Linked DNA regions of Sus scrofa: region 1 is linked to region 2. A link is a contact called in public promoter capture Hi-C data. All regions are on one chromosome and are shown on one strand. Each heading gives the region's core, a stretch centred on a gene start, on an enhancer-like site or on the middle of the called end of the contact. The rest is flanking DNA. Distances are from core to core; before and after follow the strand shown.

Evidence for each region. Promoter capture Hi-C pulls out the DNA fragments that hold promoters and counts their contacts.
Region 1: a promoter capture Hi-C map of fetal skeletal muscle shows a contact between it and region 2, with 3 times the contacts expected there. The contact joins the promoter of UNC119B here to the promoter of PLA2G1B in region 2. A contact is called at or near these places in 2 of 5 promoter capture datasets (fetal liver and fetal skeletal muscle) and 3 of 47 Hi-C or Micro-C datasets (embryonic fibroblasts, epiblast stem cells and fetal heart ventricle).

The regions. Positions count from the first base shown.
Region 1 is chr14:40,622,280-40,625,665 of Sscrofa11.1, forward strand. It overlaps UNC119B (protein unc-119 homolog B), which reads left to right and starts at 1,917. Exons shown (of 5, transcript XM_003132916.6): 1 at 1,917-2,201. The coding sequence starts at 1,958.
Region 2 is chr14:40,320,722-40,324,087 of Sscrofa11.1, forward strand. PLA2G1B (phospholipase A2 group IB) reads right to left here and starts at 1,594. Exons shown (of 4, transcript NM_001004037.1): 1 at 1,535-1,594. The coding sequence starts at 1,568.

The DNA of each region.
Region 1 (3,386 bases), core at 667-3,166, 300 kb after region 2:
GATGTGCTATAGGTTGCAGAAGTGCCTTGGATCTGCCATTGCTATGGCTGTGACCTGGGCTGGCAGCTGCAGTTCTGATCCGACCCCTAACCCTGGAATTTCCACATGCCACAGGTGTGGCCCTGAAAAGGTAAATAAATAAGAAATAGTGTCAAAAGTTAATATATCCCTTTAGTAGTTTCCAATACTCTTCTCCTCAAAGAGAACCTATCTTAACACTTCAGTGTATATCCAAACTCCTTCCTTTGCAGTTATGAATACAAATATTCACATACTGTAAAATTTTGAACAAATGGGATTATGTGCCTTGTTCCCCCCCACTTAATCTATCTTTGAGATCTCTCCATACTAATACATAGAGATCAAGCTCATTCCTTGTAACAGCTGCATAACATAAATGAATGCAACTGTAATTTATTGTAAGTTTTCAACATTACGAATGGCCATAATGGTCCTATAGCAAACATGTGGTCCTATAGCAAACATCTTTGTGCATACATGTAGGCTATGTGGAATTCCAGGTAAAGGGATCAAAACGTTTCTTATCATCCCTAAAAAGAGAAAAGGTGGGGTTCAGGTAACTCTAGTCCTGGTGGTCTGAGAACAAAGGTTCAGTGAGCAAGAGATTGTAGGAAATGGCTTCATGCTAACCCCTCACCCCTACCTTGGACATTAACAATCAAGTAGAATATTAAGGGTTCTGGAAATTCTTCAGTAACCACTCATTGCTGAATAGTTTAAAAAGAATTGTCTGCAAAGGGTAGGACTTTAATTCTTTGTACACATCTTCAAATTTCCCTGAACTGTTTGAGAAATCCCACCCGGGTGGTAATCTCTCAAAGTCAGGTCAGCAATTAGATAGGAACTTGCTCACATACTGTACCACCAGGCTAGGCGACTGAGATGGAGTCAGGATTGGATTTTGTCCAGGAACAAGGCGAGGCCTGTCAGCCCCTCCCAAACCCCTCATATCGGGTGAGAGGGACCCAGCAAGGCCTGCACAAATCAAGCCTTTGAGGCTGACCCAGGGAAGAGGGTGGGGTTTCACTTTGGCCTGAGACTGGCTGAGGGTGACCTAGCAGACACACTTTGCATCAGAGAGGCCCAGGCCTCCCACACAGAAGAGTATGGATCCAGAATCTCTAGAGAAGGAGCCACTTGGGGTGTAAGAGGGCAGTGTCCTCCCTCCTCCCACTCACCTCCTCCAGTTGTTGAAATCATGGTTAATTTTCAAGGCTCAGGTGCAGATGTCAGCCCTGAAGCTTTCCTTCATGCCCCAGACCCCTCCTGTGTACTTTGGCAGCACCTCTGCTGCAGCAATTAGCAGTCTGGTTTGGCCTCTGGTTCATTCATACTTACTGGGCTGGTCAAGAGGAAGGGGCATCTGATGAATTATGTACTTTGCAGCCTTTCCCAACAAAGTGGGAGCTCCATAGTGAAGCGATGTACAGGTCTTCCTTCACACATTCATTTAATCATTATTGAGCACTTACCATGTGTCAGGCATTAGCTAGACTACCCAAATACAGTGATGAACAAGGCGGACCCAAGCCTTGCCCTCTCTCCTATTCTTATATTCCCTGCAGCCCAGACCAGTGTCTAGCCCAAAGCTTGGCACAGCAGCGTTTAGGAATGGCAATCTCGTTGGAAAGCTGCCTTTGCATAGCAAGCACTGTCAACTTACCTTCTAGGCTACAGATGAACAAACACTTTCTCAAGATGCCATGTTTACATCTTATATGACGGAAAGTCATTTGACTGTACGAAATACTTTTTTAAACATTCGAGGAGATCTGGAGTACTAAGGTACCAGCCACCTGGCTTGACCAACGCGGGCGAGAAGGCGGTGGTGACACCGCCCGCAGACCCCGCCCCGGCCCCGCCCCCGGCCCCGCCCCGCCCCCGCTCTCCATAGTTACGGCGCTGCGGAGGCGGCGGCCATCTTGGCGGCGGAGCGATGAGTGGGTCATACTCGAAGGCTGCGGCCGTGGGGTCCGCGGCTGGGCCCGGGGGGCTAGTGGCTGGCAAGGAAGAGAAAAAGAAGGCGGGCGGCGGCGTCCTGAATCGGCTCAAGGCGCGGCGGCAGGCACCCCACCACGCGGCCGACGACGGCATCGGGGCTGTGGTCACGGAGCAGGAGCTGCTGGCTCTGGACACCATCCGGCCCGACCACGTCCTGCGCCTCAGCCGGGTCACCGAGAGTGAGTGCAGGGCTGGCCGCGCCCTCCCCTCGTGTCAGGCCCCGGGCCCCTTGTAGGCTTCGGCGGAGCCGGCCGCTGGCCGCTCGCCCAGCCGCCGGGGGTCCACCCAAGCGCCCCCGACCGGCCAGGCCGCGCTGCCCACTGCTCCGCCCGGCTGGGTCTTCGCTGCCCACCCTCAACTAGACCTGATTGGGAGGGGTTTTCCTTGAGCTTGTTCTCCCCCGAGTCCCGCCATGCCAGGCTTCCCCGTGGCCGGCCCCTCAGCTGGATCTGTTTGGGTAGGGAGCCCCCTTAGCTTCCTGACCCTGGTAGGTGCGCCCCTGTCCCCCAGCTATCAGTGAAGTTCCTGTTCAGCTAGTCCGCCTCAACCTGACTGCTGCCAGCTTCTGCAGCCCTCTGCCAGTCCAGACCCCTACCTGCTTTCTCTACCTTTCTCTCCACTCCGGGCCCCTGACAGCCCCTCCCTCCTTTCCAGCCTGCCTTTGGCCCCCTACCTCTTTGCGTCCCAAGCGTTGCCCCTTTGTGTGCAGATGGGTTCTTCCTTCCTCAAATATATTGCTGTGGCATTTCATGCAAATTTAAAACTGCCGCATAAAATAAAGTTTCAGTTTACTTACAAAATCCAAAATGTGAATCCTGCTTTTGACACTTATTCTAGTAAATTAAGATGTCAGGATGTCGGAAATGTGTTTCTTGAATAAAATGCAACCATCCTACACCTTTTCATTGGTAGAAGGGAAGAAATATATAACCCACCTTCTGTCCTGGCTCTCCTCTCTTTTTCTGTTCTCTTCCAGGTCAAGCCCTGACTTGGATGCCTTTTCTCTTGCTACTCTTTCTCCCTAAAAGAGTTTGCAGTCGGTTGGTTAGACCCTGTTTGCCCAGCCCATCCACCCTCTCCTCCAGACTTATAGCCCTGAAGCACTAGTGCTTCCTTGATGGATTATGGCTGCCGTCCTGTCATTTGCTGAGTTGCTTTAGTCCACAGGCCAGGGGCGCTCAGGTGTACCTCAGGGAGCCAGAGGCCACGCCAGTGATTTGAGGATGGCAGTTTGGGGAGCTGGGCCTTGGTCCAGCCTGGATGAAAGGGAATTCCCATCTCCTAAACTAGTTTTAATTGATTTTAGATATGTTCGTTACCTCCATTTTCCATCACTACATGGGTTGGGACTGTCCTTTGCATCC
Region 2 (3,366 bases), core at 344-2,843:
GTTCGATCTGATCCCTGACCTGAGAACTTCCACATGCTGAGGGTGTGGCCAAAAAAATAAGTCTGCCTCTGGCTAAGTATTCGCCCAAATCAAGCACAAGGCTTGGCACGGCAGACTTAAACAAGCAGGACACTTTACCTACCCTGTGAGTTTGGTGTCCTAAAGAGAAGATGGCACTAAGTGATTTGGGGATCCTGTCCAATCAGCCACCAGCGTTGACTCTCTGCCACATGCCTGGCCCTTCCTTTCCTTGATCTGCTATGGACACTGACACCCCCTGCGCTTAAACTCCAGAGCAAAGGAAAGGTAGGAGCTGGCTGCTCTCCCCCCTGAGCTGCCTCTGTGGTGGCAGGTGACAGAGGCTGTGTCCAGGAACAGAACCTGGAGCCAGGTCTGGCAGGAGTGTCCTGGCCACCTTGGCCCATCTCCAAACCCTACTCCTGCCTCCCTGTTTTCTTTCTCTCTGATCCAGCCAGCTTTGCTCTTTGTAGAGGCCAGACCTGCACAAAATTACTGCTCTGTTTGTGTATGTGTGTGTGTGTGTGTGTTCCTTAGACAGGGAACATGCCTCATTCACCTCTGAGTCCCCAGTCTCAACTGTGCCTTGGAAGTTCTGATACCATCAATGTGGAATGGATGAATGAGGTGGGATCTGAATTCCAGTAAATTCTAAGTTCTTTTCGTTTGCTTGGTGTTTTTGGCTGTGCCCTCAGCATGTGGACGTTCCCCAGCCATGCATCCAACTCAAGCCACAGCAGTGACCCAAGCCATTGCAGTGACAATGCTGAATCCTTAACCCCCTGTGACACCAGTGAATTCTGATTCCATGAATTCATTCAATAAAGGTGCAAACAGCACCAGGGATTAAAGAGCAGTACTTTTATCCCTGCTCTTGTGGAGACTATGCTTTGGTGTGGGTGTAGGATGACAAAAGAAATGAATCAACAAGATATGAATTGGAGTTCCCGTTGTGGCTCAGTGCTTCAAGAATCCAACTAGGAACCATGAGGTTGCAGGTTCGATCCCTGGCCTTGCTCAGTGGGTTAGGGATCCGGCGTTGCCATGAGTTGTGGTGTAGGTCGAAGATGTGGCTTAGATACCTGCGTTGCTGTGGCTATGGCATAGGCCGGTGGCTACAGCTCCGATTTGACCCCTAACCTGGGAACCTCCATATGCGGCGGGAGCCGCCCAAGAAATGGCAAAAAGTCAGAAAAAAAAAAAGATATGAATTGCAGGCAAAGGGAGGTGCTAACTTCTTATACCAAGGCCATATGGCAGAGGAAGAGGAGAGGGGGCCCTCTGAGCTTGGATGGACAGGGGTAAGGCTTTCTGAGAGGGGTCATCTGAATTCAGATCTGAAGGATGGAAAGGTGCCAGCTGTGGGGGGCTTTGAGGGAACCCCAATATTGGAGCTCTCATGCCCCATCATGAGCTCTGAAAAAGACTCTACATCTGGCCAGCCCTGTGAGCTGTGGTTCCCAGGAGGAGAGAGATGTCATTGCAAGAAGAGATGGAGCTGGGGGAACTCACCTACCTGTGAGCAGAACAGCCAACACGAGGAATTTCATCCTGCTGTCAGGTTGGTGAGCAAAAGGCTCATGTCACTTATGGCCTCTCTTCTTATAGCCGCCCTGCTGCCCCAAGATAAGACTCTAGTGTTTACTTTGCTCTCTGCTGACTCTGGGTTGGCCTTGAGTGTGTCAGCCACAGGAACGATCCTGAACAACAAGCAAGCCCTGCCAGCCGGGTTTTGGGGATGGGGTTGGAAGTAGTGGATATACTTGTCATCAGGACTTTTTTTTTCTGTTCTGTTTTGGTTTTGGCCACCCCCAGGTCATGTGGAAGTTCCCAGGCCAGAGATCAAACCCACGCCATAGTAGGGACAACATGGGACCCTTAACGCACTGCATCACCAGGGAACTCCTATTATCAGCCCTTTTTGAAGGATTATTTCTGGAGTCGAATATCTTGGAATCTTTACCCTTGCATTCAACCCTTTGCATTCAGTCCAGCTTCATCAGAATGCGTGGGGGGGATGGGGTGGGGGAGCAAAACTGTCGACTCCATTGAACAACTGGGATGGGAAGGAAATGATTACTGCTTCTGTGTTTTCTCGTGTGCTTAAGCCTGAGCCATGAGTCTCACTGAATGATCCCAGCAATTATGCACCTTGTAGATGGGGAAATAGGTTCAGACAACAGGAGCAAATTGCACCAGGTCACACAGCTAGCAAAGGGAAAGCAGGAGCTCAAACTTAGGTATGTCTGATTCTAAGGCACACAGTTAATTTTTTTCTTGCTTCATCAACATCACTCCCCTCTCCCCATTCCCCACTGTGGGTTTGTAAGAAAAAGAAAACCCTGGGCTTTGGGGTTCTAAAAGCTTGGCGCTGACTTGTAGACTAAAAAGGGTTTTAGAACGATCATATCAAAGGTTTATATAACATTGTTTAGGTGAAATTCACATTATAAAACATTTACTTATGAAGTATTATTTATTACTACTAATTGTTTTTTTTGGCTGTCCTTGTGGCACATGAAATTTCCCAAGCCAGGGATCAAACTGCACCACAGCTGAAGCCTGAGCCACCGCAGTGACAATGCTAGATCCTTAACCCTCTGTGCCACCAGGGAACTCCTAACCATTTTATTTTTAAAGTGAACAATTTAGTGGCATTTAGTACGTTCACAGTGCTGTGCAACAATCATCTCTACCTAATTCTAGAAAATTTGTTTCTTCTCCAAAGGAAACTTTGAACTTATTAGCTGTCACTTTTCCCCAGCCCCTGGCAACCACTAATCTGCTTTCTGTCTCTACAGATTTACCCCTTTTGGATATTTCACACAATATGTAATATTTTATACTTGGCTTAGTGGGTGCTAGCCCATTTGGTTTTTATGTGATCTCTGCAACAACCCTGTGACTAAGGGAGGCCCTATTGTTTTATTTATTTATTTATTTACTATTTTTCTTTTTAGGGCTGCACCCCTGGCATAGGGAAGTTCCCAGGCTAGGGGTCAAATCAGAGCTGCATCTGCTGGCCTACATCACAGCCACAGCAGTACTGGATGCAAGCCTCATCTTCGACCTATGCCACAGCTCATGGCAACACTGGATCCTTAACCCACTGATCAAGGCCAGGGATCGAACCTGCATTCTCATGGGTTTGTTACTGCTGAGCCACAACGGGACCTCCCTATTGTTTTAATTTAATGTATTTATGTATTTATTTACTTACTTTTCTCTCTCTCTCTCTCTCTTTTTTTTTTTTTTTGGTCATTTTTGACCCTCCCTTGGCATAGGGAGCTCCTGGACAGGGATCGGATCTAAGTCACAGTTGTGACCTAAGCCACAGCTTCAGTCACG